3 separate regions of the Danio rerio genome follow, and all the other regions are linked to region 3. The links are chromatin contacts, called in public Hi-C maps. All regions are on one chromosome and are shown on one strand. The core of a region is the stretch at or near the end of the contact, and the rest is flanking DNA. Distances in the headings are between cores, read along the strand shown.

Region 1 (3,828 bases), core at 84-2,583, 440 kb before region 3:
TAATCTTTTATTTATCTTTTATTCATAATCTTTTTATTTAATCTTTTTATTTTACACCGGCGTGAATAATAATGATAATAATAATAATAATAATAATAATAATAATAATCGTTATTGTTTATTTAATTCTGTATTTGTTTAGAAAAAGACAATATAATCTTTTATTTATCTTTTATTCATAATCTTTTTATTTAATCTTTTTATTTTACACCGGCGTGAATAATAATTATGATAATAATAATAATAATAATAATAATAATAATAATAATAATAATAATAATAATAATAATAATAATAATAATAATAATAATAATCGTTATTGTTTATTTAATTCTGTATTTGTTTAGAAAAAGACAATATAATCTTTTATTTATCTTTTATTCATAATCTTTTTATTTAATCTTTTTATTTTACACCGGCGTGAATAATAATTATGATAATAATAATAATAATAATAATAATAATAATAATAATAATAATAATAATAATAATAATAATAATCGTTATTGTTTATTTAATTCTGTATTTGTTTAGAAAAAGACAATATAATCTTTTATTTATCTTTTATTCATAATCTTTTTATTTAATCTTTTTATTTTACACCGGCGTGAATAATAATAATAATAATTATAATAATAATAATAATAATAATAATAATAATCGTTATTGTTTATTTAATTCTGTATTTGTTTAGAAAAAGACAATATAATCTTTTATTTATCTTTTATTCATAATCTTTTTATTTAATCTTTTTATTTTACACCGGCGTGAATAATAATAATAATAATAATAATAATAATAATAATAATAATATTAATAATAATAATAATAATAATAATAATAATAATCGTTATTGTTTATTTAATTCTGTATTTGTTTAGAAAAAGACAATATAATATTTTATTTATCTTTTATTCATAATCTTTTTATTTAATCTTTTTATTTTACACCGGCGTGAATAATAATGATAATAATAATAATTGTTATTGTGTATTTAATTCTTTATTTATTTTTTTTTAGAAAAAGACAATATAATCTTTTATTTATCTTTTATTTATAATCTTTTCATTTAATCTTTTCATTTTACACCGGCGCGGGACAGTGAGGACACTGTCTCTTTAAGAGGGCAGGTCCTGCCTTTTGCCTCTCATCTCTGAACCTGCTCAGAGCCGCTCGGATCAATTCACACACACACCAGTCCAAGGAAAGAGCAGAACCCGACACTGGCAAACACTCAGGAAAAATCCTCCTATACATCGTTTTGGGGCTTTCGATGACTGACAACACGGATGTTAGTGTGTGTGTTTTTGAACGAAGGCGGTGTTTATGGTTGTGAATATTTTGAAACGCAGCTCTTGAAACCTGTAAGATCACACATGATCTAAAATATTATTTGTTTGCCTCGAGAAAGAAAAAAACATCGTTTCATTTTAAACCATGGTTGTGGATACACATCTCGCGGATATTTTAGGACATGTAAATACATGGATGATTCCAGAATTGTCGGTAAGTGCGGCACCATTAAAAGTAACGTTAATGGTTTGGGAACACATTTGTTATTAAATTTCTCCTGTACGTGTAAATATAGAATCTAACGCATGAGTATTTTGTTTTTAAACGAGTCTTATTGCGTTTTCGTGGTGCGAAGAGCAACACTGTCACATTTACATTGAGTATTTTAATACTCCGAGACTGTAAGCGAGAGCCATGATGGCCAAACACTGTCCTAATGATGACCTGAGTAAGATCCCAGACGAGGAACTGGTCAGGTGGAGCAAAGAAGACTTGATCAGGAGACTGAGGAGGGTTGATGGTGAGAAGATGAGCCTGATGCTGGAGCATAGCAACATGATGAAGGATGTCAACCGCAGTCTGCAGGTGCACCTCCACGAGATTCGCAATCTCAAGGAGATCAACCAGAAACTGCAAGACGACAACCAGGAGCTCAGGGAACTCTGCTGCTTTCTGGACGACGACCGGCAGAAAGGTAAGAAGCTGTCTCGGGAATGGCAGAGGTTTGGGAAGTTCACGGCGAGCTCCGTATGGAAGGAGGTGAGCACCTATCAGCAGAAGCTCAAGGAGCTGGAGATCAACCAGGAAAACGTTCTGCGGGAGAACGCAGAGCTGAAAGACATCATTCTCATGTTGGACGAGGACAGGAATGGAGCTGGATCGAGGAGTTCTATTGACAGCCAGTCCAGCCTGAGCAACCTGAACGGAGGATCGGGCACTGTAAGAGATGTTGGCGATGGGAGCAGCACATCCAGCGGTGGAAGCGCTGGCAGTCCAGATCATCATCATAACCATATCCACAAGACTGTAGAAGCGAAGATTGGCACTGTGAGAAGATCAATGGATGATCTGTCGGCCCCGCATCATCACAGGAGCATCCCCGCTGGACTTAATGGTGAGTGTAGATTCATATCTCTGCTGCCGCCATTTTTGAAAACCTTTGATATCAGTATTGCTATGGCTTTTAGTGCATGTCTTTTATCTCTGAGGCTGTTTATGTGTCACCCAGGAGTTGTTCAAAGTAACTTCTATCAGATATGTGACCGTGGACCACAAAACCAGTCATATAAGGGTTTACATTTTGAAAATTGTGATTTATACAATATTTGAAAACCGAATAAACTTTCCCTCGATGGTTTAAGATACAGCTTTTTCGAAATTTGTTATCTGACCCTGCTAAAAAATCCAGCTTAAACCAGCCTAGGCTGGTTTTAGCTGGTCGACCAGGCTGGTTTTAGAGGGGTTTTGGCCACTTCCAGGTTGTTTTCCAGCCATTTCTAGCATGGTCTTAGCTGGTCAGGCTGGAAAAGGACCAGCTAAATCCAGCTAAAACCAGCTTGACCAGCCTGGTTTAAGCTGAACATAGCTGGTTTTGGCTGGGCTCCCAGCCTGCTAGGCTGGTCAAGCTGGTTTTAGCTGGTCATCTCCCAGGCTGACCAACTAAGACCAGGCTGGAAATGGCTGGAAACCAGCCTGGAAGTGGCCAAAACCCCTCTAAAACCAGCCTGGTTGACCAGCTAAAACCAGCCAACCAGCCTAGGCTGGTTTAAGCTGGATTTTTCAGCAGGGAGGGTCTTAACATTGACACAATTCACTTTAAAAATGTAATGTTATTCAAAATATGTTTTGAATCTATTAAATAAGATAACTCCTTGAGATGAACCAGGGGGGTCCCTCAAACAAAGCACCCCTACTGAAAAAAACAGCTTAAACCAGCATAAGCTGGTTGGCTGGTTTTAGCTGGACAACCAGGCTGGCTTTAGAGGGGTTTTGGCCACTTCCAGGCTGGTTTCCAGGCATTTCCAGCCTGGTCTGGTCAGGCTGGGAGATGACCAGCTAAAACCAGCTTGACCAGCCTAGCCAAGCTGGTTTAAGCTGGACATAGCTGGTTTTGGCTGATCATTTTCCAGCCTTTTTTAGGTACACTCAGATTTGTCTTTAAGAAAAAAAAAAACTTGTACAAACTCTTATGCCTCACCTTGCACTCGTGTTCAGTATTTTCACTTATAAAATGCTGCATGGAATAAGAATGACCCACTAGTTATATATAAAGCTGCATTAAAATTCCCACACATCCCAACACAACAGTCTTTGGACTTGCTGCATCACAGACATCAATATTTTAACAATTTATAAAAAATTAATCACTTTCTGGCCATCAGTTATTAGGTATGGATGCATTTATTATTGCGATCGTAATAAATCGCTTTGTAAATGTTTATTATTACCATTTGATGAGTCTCTATACAGTTTGATGGGGATCCAGAAGCCACTTCACGTGATGTCACACTTAACAAGCGGATATGAACTCAAAAA
Region 2 (4,064 bases), core at 1,055-3,554, 270 kb before region 3:
CTTAGGCCAGGGGTGTCCAAACTCGGTCCTAGAGGGCTGGTGTCTTGCAGGGTTTAGCTCCAACACCACCTGCTAGTAAGTTTCTCTTGTAAAGCTGCGGTCACACCATAGTTTGAGTTTGCGAAATTCTGTCGTACAGCGCTGCGAAAAGGAGCGGGATCAAACAAGATGATTAGACATTTAAAAAGCGAGCGATTGCTCCATATTTTACATATCAGTCCAGAAAGGTCATGTTTTGACCCTCGATTGGTCTCATGCAGTCAAGCGATGCAATTTCGCAGGTCAGAGTTCACCAAGCTTGACCTTTGCACCGCAGCATCCTGCAAAACTTGACGCATGACCCTGTGTTTCCGGTCTGACCATTCGCGTGCGTATGAATGGAAGTCATGGGAGGAAAAGCCCAGTGTGACCACAGCTTAAGAGCTTGACTACCTGGTTCAGGTGTGGTTGAGTAGGGTTGGAACTAAACTCTTCAGGACACCGGCCCTTCAGGACTGAGTTTGAACCCCCCTGCGCTAGACCATAACCTTGTGACTTTTCAGAACGTTAAAGGCTTTTTCAGTCTGTAAATTTACTACAGCGGTTATAAACAATCATTCATTTGTTTTCCTTCGGCTTAGTCCCTTATTTATCAGGGGTCACCACAGCAGATTGAACCGCCAACTATAGCTGTAAGAACAATTATCTTACTGTCGTCCTGACTTAAGGTGAACATAAGAATCCTCAATGCATCATGCAGTGATCTGTAAATGAAAATCATCCACAAAAAAAAGTTTGCGTCACATGATTCAATTTCATTTAAAAATAAAAACTTCAAAAACAATCAAATTAACTAATTTAGATGAGTTTATTACAAAATTGTGACAAAAAATGCACACAAATCTTGTGTGGTGCTGCTTTGACGCGATGCCCCAAAATTATATCTATCCTAGTTTTTAATGAAACGAATAATTTATGAACATTCATACATTTTTCAATCCCATTTAAGAAATTTAACCTTTTTAAAAAAATGCCCAAAACAATTAATACATCTAACAAAAATTCATATTTCATATATAAATAAAAGAACCAACCTTCTTATTATTAAAAGGTATTAGTGTATATGATAAGAAATGCAACAACAAACTCTTCGAATTCTCCAACAAAAAAAAAAATCAAACTGCTCCAAGAGGGAAATCGTATTGGTCAGCGTTAACAGAAGATATTGACTGGAAAAGAACATGGCTTCTCCCATATAAATATGTTATCCCAAGAAGCAAAGGAAGTCCATTTTAAAATTCTGCACAAAATATACCCGGTCGATGCATTTATCTCAAAATTTACTGATATTGCAGTTACTCGTCCTTTCTGTCAGGAAAATGAGGAAACTTCGACTCGCATGTTTTTTACATGTAAAATCTTACTCAAGTTTTGGTCAGATCTATATATTTATTTAAACAAATTACAATCAACAAAACAAATCTTTGAAATTGAAAGATATTATTTGTTATATAGTCCCTTTATTAATCCGGGATCGCCACAGCGGAATGAACCGCAAACTTATCCAGCACGTTTTACGCAGCGGATGCCCTTCCAGCCGCAACCCATCTCCAACACACTCACACACTACCGACAATTTAGTCTATCCAATTCACCTGTACCACATGTCTTTGGACTGTGGGGGAAACCCACACGAAGGCAGGGAGAACATGCAAACTCCACACAGAAATGCCAACTGAGCCGAGGTTCGACCCAGCGACCTTCTTGCTGTGAGGCGACAGAACTACCTACTGTGCCACTGCCTCGCCATGAAGAATATATATATATATATATATATATATATATATATATATATATATATATATATATATATATATATATATATATATATATATATATATATATATATATTACTTTTTATATGGTATGCAAAAAATTGTATCCACAAACAAAATTTCGGAAATCCTTTACCTCATTTGCCAATTGTTAATTGAAATTGATTTCTTGCTTAAAGCAAAAATTCTGCAAGTTAATAGAAACTTATGAAAATATCATGCTTCCAGTAAGTTAGTTTTTAATACTTTCTGTGTTTTTTATTTACTTTTGTACTGTCCCCTTTCTTTATTTTATTCTCTTTTTTCTTTTCTTTATTTAATTTTTTCTCTTTCTATTACTTTCTGTTCTTATCACTTTGTATTTGTATGTACTTGTGTTCCAGTCTCCTACATATTACTTCCTGATTTATATTGTACATTTCTTCTTTTCTAAATAAAAGTTTATTTAAAAAAAAAAAAAGTTTTAATGAAAAAAAAAAAAAAAAAAAAAAAACAGACCTCCCTGAATAATTAGTTTTTCCACTTTATGGGGGGGGGGGTCCCTTTGGTCCAAACACTGGTCCAACAGTCACATGAACTCTCTTATGTTTAATAAAGATGAGATTGATTAAAATGTGATGTGAGGAAATCCAAAATTGTTAACCGGCCGCGCCGTGTTTTCCAGCAGACTCTGCGCAGAGAGCTGAAGGAGATGCTCGATAATGCCATGCTGGAGCAAAGGGGCTCCGGCAGGGGTCTTATACGCACATTTGTACACGCTCACATTTGCCTCTGTGGGAATGGGGAAGTTTGATATTAGAAATAAACTTTCCAGTTTGCGAAAATGCGTTGAAGTCTCCGCTCGCCTCAGAGCAGTACCAGTTAAACGCATATTGGTGTCATTTGTCTTCGTCTCAAACGCATCAGTAATTGTTTTCACAGCTCGTGCCCAGCACACATTCACCCACTGACAGGACAGCGGTGGCGAACGCTCCATCCTCAAATCGCAAGCCCACATATATATAGCTATACCGGCGTGAATGAGGAGAAAACTGTGCGATATGGGGCAGACGATGGCACAGCGCTACCCCAATGAATAATGTAGATGGGCATCAGCAGCGTGCGGCTATAGAGTCTGCGAAAACACAGACGCTGGGGGAAATAAACCTACAGACTTTAATGCTCGTTTAAACGCGACTTCGAGTATGGAAACGGGTCTGGTCGCGAATCATCAAGTGAAAAATGTTGGACGCGGAGATCCCCCTCCTTCGCCTCATCATCGCACACCTCCACAGCAACAGTCGCGAGCATTCCATCAGCAGCACCAGCAGCGAGCCGCGCACAACAACAACAACATCTCCATCACCATCCACAGCAGCAGCAACCGCGCAGATCCGCAGCATGGAGGAAAAGAAGACGCTCTGGAGGCGCAGGTCGATCGCCATCCGCGTTTGCTGAACACAGGCGACGAGGAGGATCGCTCGTCCAAAACCGGGGGGGATCGAATGGGCAGCAGGTACGAGCACTCCAACTTTGGACCAGCGAGCAACAATAACAACAACAACAACAGCGGCGGCGGAGGCAGCGCGTCCCAAAGCGGGAGCAGCTCAGTTTCTGAGTTTAATAATTATTACGGGAATGGAAGAGGAGGGCCTTGCTTTGATCAACATGGCGGACAACAAAGCCCTAGGACGGCTTTAATACATCAGGCACCGGGCAACATGGATCAAGTGCAGAACTCCCACGAAGGGTACCATAATAATCCGTACAACCACTATCCCAACTACCGGCCGGGGTACGGCGGCGCTGGATACGGTATGATGAGCCCGTCGCGGCAGGGGAACATGATGGGCCCAGGTACCAATTCGCCTACCGCTGCTGCTGCTAGCCATGGCAAGGCTGCTATGGCCTCGACCACCCCGGCTCCTGGTGCCAATGTTGGGAGCTTTCAGAGGTTTCCCGGACAAAACCAACAGCACCCTTCTGGAGCTACACCCACCCTGAACCAGCTCCTGACATCCCCGAGTCCGATGATGCGGGGATACGGTGGCGGCTATCAAGATTACAGCAACCCGCCATCGCAGCAGCAGCAGTCGGGTATGGGTTTGGGCAAAGACATGAGCTCCCCGTACAGCCCAGCTGCCAGCCACAGCTGGGCAGCACAACAAAGAAACCACCCGGCAATGAGCCCCGGGAACAACGGCAACAGCAGAGCCCAGGTGAACGCTTTAGCTTTCCTTATGTGTGTGTGTTCAAGTTTCGCATGCAGGT
Region 3 (3,722 bases), core at 184-2,683:
ACAGAATTAAATAAAACATTTATTTTTGTGTGGAAATGATTTAAATGTCTCCTTATATTCACCCTAACAAACGAATACTCTGTTGTTGCACCCTGTTTAACATTACAAACAATTTTGCTAATCGATCACTATGCATGGAAGAAAATATAAAGGCTTTCCACACTTCCACTTCCGTATATACAGTTGAGGTCAGATTTATTAGCCCCCCTTTAATATTTTTTTTCTTTCTTAAAAGTTCCCAAATGATATTTAACAGAGCAAGGAAATTTTCACAGTATGTCTGATAATATTTTTTCTTCAGGAGAAAGTCTAATTTGTTTTATTTTTGCTAGAATAAAAACAGCTTTTTATGTTTTTTTTAATTAATAAAAAAAAAAAAAAAAACGAGGGCCAATAAAAGTGGCCAAGATATGGGTAGCAACTGAAATCTGCAAGAAGGTAGCTCTCCAGGAACAGGATTGAGCACCCCTGTTATCTCATATTGCAATTTGTAGTAGTACAATTTCCACCCATGAAAAGAAATGTTCCCTTCCACCTCAATTTTACTGAATTACTGGATGGAAAGGATCCTTTAAACGTGAAGCCAAAATCGATCCTTTTAAGTTGTCACCTGTCAGAACCACTGGGCACAGTGCCCTGAATGAGCACCATCTCGCCGGGTTGAAGTCCTCCCAGGATGGTACCAATATAAGGAATCGTCTACAGACAAAAATGATAAGAATGAGACAAACAGACAACATTTATTCTACCTTATACGTTTTCAATATACACGTGTTTATCCAAACACCACAGACAGATGACACATTATCAAATATGACCCCCGTCATATCATATACATCCGCCTGTAAGCAAACAAAGTTAAGATAAACTTACTGGATTCGTTATGGTCTGTTTCGGATTTGCGACCGACATCTTTGCAACGCCGTTCAGAAAGTCTATTATACGCTGTTATTACGAGTTAATCACTAGCTGAGGAAGAAAATAGAAACGCTTTCTGCGCTTTCACTTCCTAGAATGAGAACGACGCGTTTGGTGGCCAATCAATAATGAGAGATGCGAGTTCGACGCGTTTAAAAGCCAATCAATGATGAGCATTATGAGCGCGACGCGTTTAGGAGCCAATCATTGAGAGATTAAACCGCGACGCGTTCAGCGATCAATGAATTGCGATGTTATGAAAGCCTAGGGCCAATCAAAGTGCGCTATACTTACCGACCAATCATGGCGCTTTCTTGTGAAGCGACGTGACGATTTATGATTTTGTAGTTTTTACGCTTGAAAAGCAGAAATAGAAAAGACATGGACGTTAAAAAAACGAACTGCAAACTAAGTATTTATGATTATACACCATTGCGTGATTGCGTTTCTTTTCTAATGACTGATTATCATGCGTCTCGCGTGTATATCAATATGAGCACATGACGCGGAAGTAATAGCTGCTGGTAATCATAAACATCCTCATGACAGACTTCAGCCGCAGTTCATTGAAACTCCAGTCAAATCATGCAAACGCACAATTTTCTGTGCATAATCTCCGTCATTATCGGATGTTCGGCTCAGTTTTATGTTATAGATGATCGGATTGGTTTAGGGCGGGAGTTTGATGGAATAGGGGGCTTAAGTGGTGGAGGAGTAAGTCATGTTCACAAGTTTAATGTGTCTGTCAAAAGTTGGCCAGTTGTTGATTAACTCTTTGTTTGTTTGTTTGTTTACAGGCCACTTCTCGACTTCTTGTCAATTATGAAGAACCCTATCGGAGTCAGATATTGGATTACTTATTCAAAGTATTTAGTCATTTGTTTTAGTAATTTTTTATTAATGATGTATTTTATAATAACCATACGTTATTTTTAATGTGTTATATATGTGGGTTTGGTTTTATTTAGCCCAACTTTGGAGCTTCACTTCACATCCTCAAGGTAGAAATAGGAGGCGATGCTCAAACCACAGGTGAAGCAAAGTATTTTCTGTGTATTTTCCCTTCTGTTTTGCATACCTGACTGTCTATAGCTTTTTAGGTATATCAAATTATCCAAAAGACATTAAAATAAACAACCAAGTTTTTGATTTGAGTATAAATCAAGGATAAAACATAAAATATATCAGGGTTATGCAGTTGTTCTGAAGAGAATACCTAATTCAGAAAATTGTCTTGAAATTGAAAGCTTATTGGTTAGTTTTCTGTAACATTTTATTGTTATTTCATAGAAAGCAATAGTTTAACTCCTTCACTGGTTCTTTAAAAACAATGTATGTCAGTCATATGACATGAATCATGTGGTACTAACATGCTGAAGTAGACAAAAAACAACAGGAAGTTAGGTTCACCTTGCCTGTGTGGTCAGTTAGGTTAGTTAGTTTTCATGTTAGTGAATTACCTGAATCATTAGCCCCTGTTTATTTTTTTTAGGCACATTTCCAAACATAACAGTTTTAATATCTCATTTCTAATAACTGATTTATTTTATCTTTTCTATGATGACAGTAAATAATATTTGACTAGACAGCTTCTATACAGCTTAAAGTGACATTTAAAGGCTTAACTAGGTTAGTTAGGTTAACTCGGCAGGTTAGAGTATTTAGGGTAGTTATTGTACAACAATGGTTTGTTCTGTAGACTATTCAAAAAAATAAAGCTTAAGGGACTAATAATTTTGAAACTAATGAAAATAATGTTTTTTTTTTAATTAAAACTGATTTTATTCTAGCTGAAATAAAGCAAATAAGACTTTCTCCAGAAGAAAAAAAAATATTATCAGACATACTGTGAAAACTTCCTTGCTCTGTTAAAAATAATTTGGGAAATATTAAAAAAAAAAAAAAAGAAAAAAAAAATCAATGGGGGGCTAATAATTCTGACTTCAACTGTATATGGCAAATAAATTGATGATTAAGATGTGTACGCTATTTTAAGGATTGGAAAGCCCATTTACACTAATTTCAAATAATCTGTCTGGTTGTCCGTGTTTTTTTTACAAAAGTTCCACCCTTTTCATTTTGTGCCAGACAGGGTTTCAAAAGAAGCCTGTTTAGTGCAATGTGTATTAGAAACAGTTGAAAGGCTAAATGAATGAAAGTGAACTATTACTGTTTTAAGTAATAATATGACAAAATGAAGTGAGTTTTTATTCTTAAAACAAGCAAAATAATCTGCCAATGTGGTTCGTAAAGTAAGCTCATGCCTAAATGAAAAATTTGATTATTTTACGTGCCCCATTGGTTGATTACTTTGCATGCTTTAAGGAAAAACTCGTCTGATTTTGTCATATTATTACTTCAAGAGTTCACACTTAGCTGATGATTGATAATAAAGCTAGTTTGGCGTGCTGTCCCGGGAGACAGCCCTGAGCTTATAAGATCCTCGAGCCCTGGGCTCCCTCCCGTTGCAAGGCGAGAGGGGAGTTTGAGCTCAGGTAGATCTCGATGACTCCCTTTCTTGCTTGTTGTAGCTAAGTGTCAGATATGGATGCTGAAAGGTGTACTCAGAGTTTAGCTAAAGTATTTGGATTAATTGTTTAGACTGCTTGTTTTTGAACTGTTGGAGGAAACCGGAGGACCCGGGGAAAACCCACGCAACCACGGGGAGAATGAGCAAACTGCGCACAGAAATGCCGTCTGGTTTGGAAAGGAATTAAACCAGGGGCATTCTTGCTGTGAGGCAGCAGCGCTAATCGCTGGCCACCGGGACGCCCGTTTGAAAGGAGGGAAAGTAGGGTTGGGTG

Evidence for each region. A called contact is a pair of places that touch in the nucleus more often than the background predicts.
Region 1: a Hi-C map of hematopoietic stem cells shows a contact between it and region 3, with 2.7 times the contacts expected there. The contact joins the promoter of ccdc85cb here to the promoter of galca in region 3. A contact is called at or near these places in 2 of 18 Hi-C or Micro-C datasets (hematopoietic stem cells and an unstated tissue).
Region 2: a Hi-C map of an unstated tissue shows a contact between it and region 3, with 2.6 times the contacts expected there. The contact joins the promoter of arid1b here to the promoter of galca in region 3. A contact is called at or near these places in 2 of 18 Hi-C or Micro-C datasets (hematopoietic stem cells and an unstated tissue) and 1 of 4 datasets of contacts at active chromatin or transcription factors (embryo).

The regions. Positions count from the first base shown.
Region 1 is chr20:5,378,010-5,381,837 of GRCz12tu, reverse strand. It overlaps ccdc85cb (coiled-coil domain containing 85C, b), which reads left to right and starts at 1,333. Exons shown (of 7, transcript NM_001002628.1): 1 at 1,333-2,407. The coding sequence starts at 1,711.
Region 2 is chr20:5,201,751-5,205,814 of GRCz12tu, reverse strand. It overlaps arid1b (AT-rich interactive domain 1B), which reads left to right and starts at 2,304. Exons shown (of 20, transcript NM_001346215.1): 1 at 2,304-4,012. The coding sequence starts at 2,999. It overlaps LOC141379524 (a long non-coding RNA gene), which reads right to left and starts at 1,119. Exons shown (of 3, transcript XR_012396333.1): 1 at 1-1,119.
Region 3 is chr20:4,936,015-4,939,736 of GRCz12tu, reverse strand. galca (galactosylceramidase a) reads left to right here and starts at 1,433. Exons shown (of 17, transcript NM_001005921.1): 1 at 1,433-1,632; 2 at 1,716-1,784; 3 at 1,887-1,950. The coding sequence starts at 1,504. lgals8a (galectin 8a) reads right to left here and starts at 1,016. Exons shown (of 10, transcript XM_073934048.1): 1 at 874-1,016; 2 at 611-699. The coding sequence starts at 912.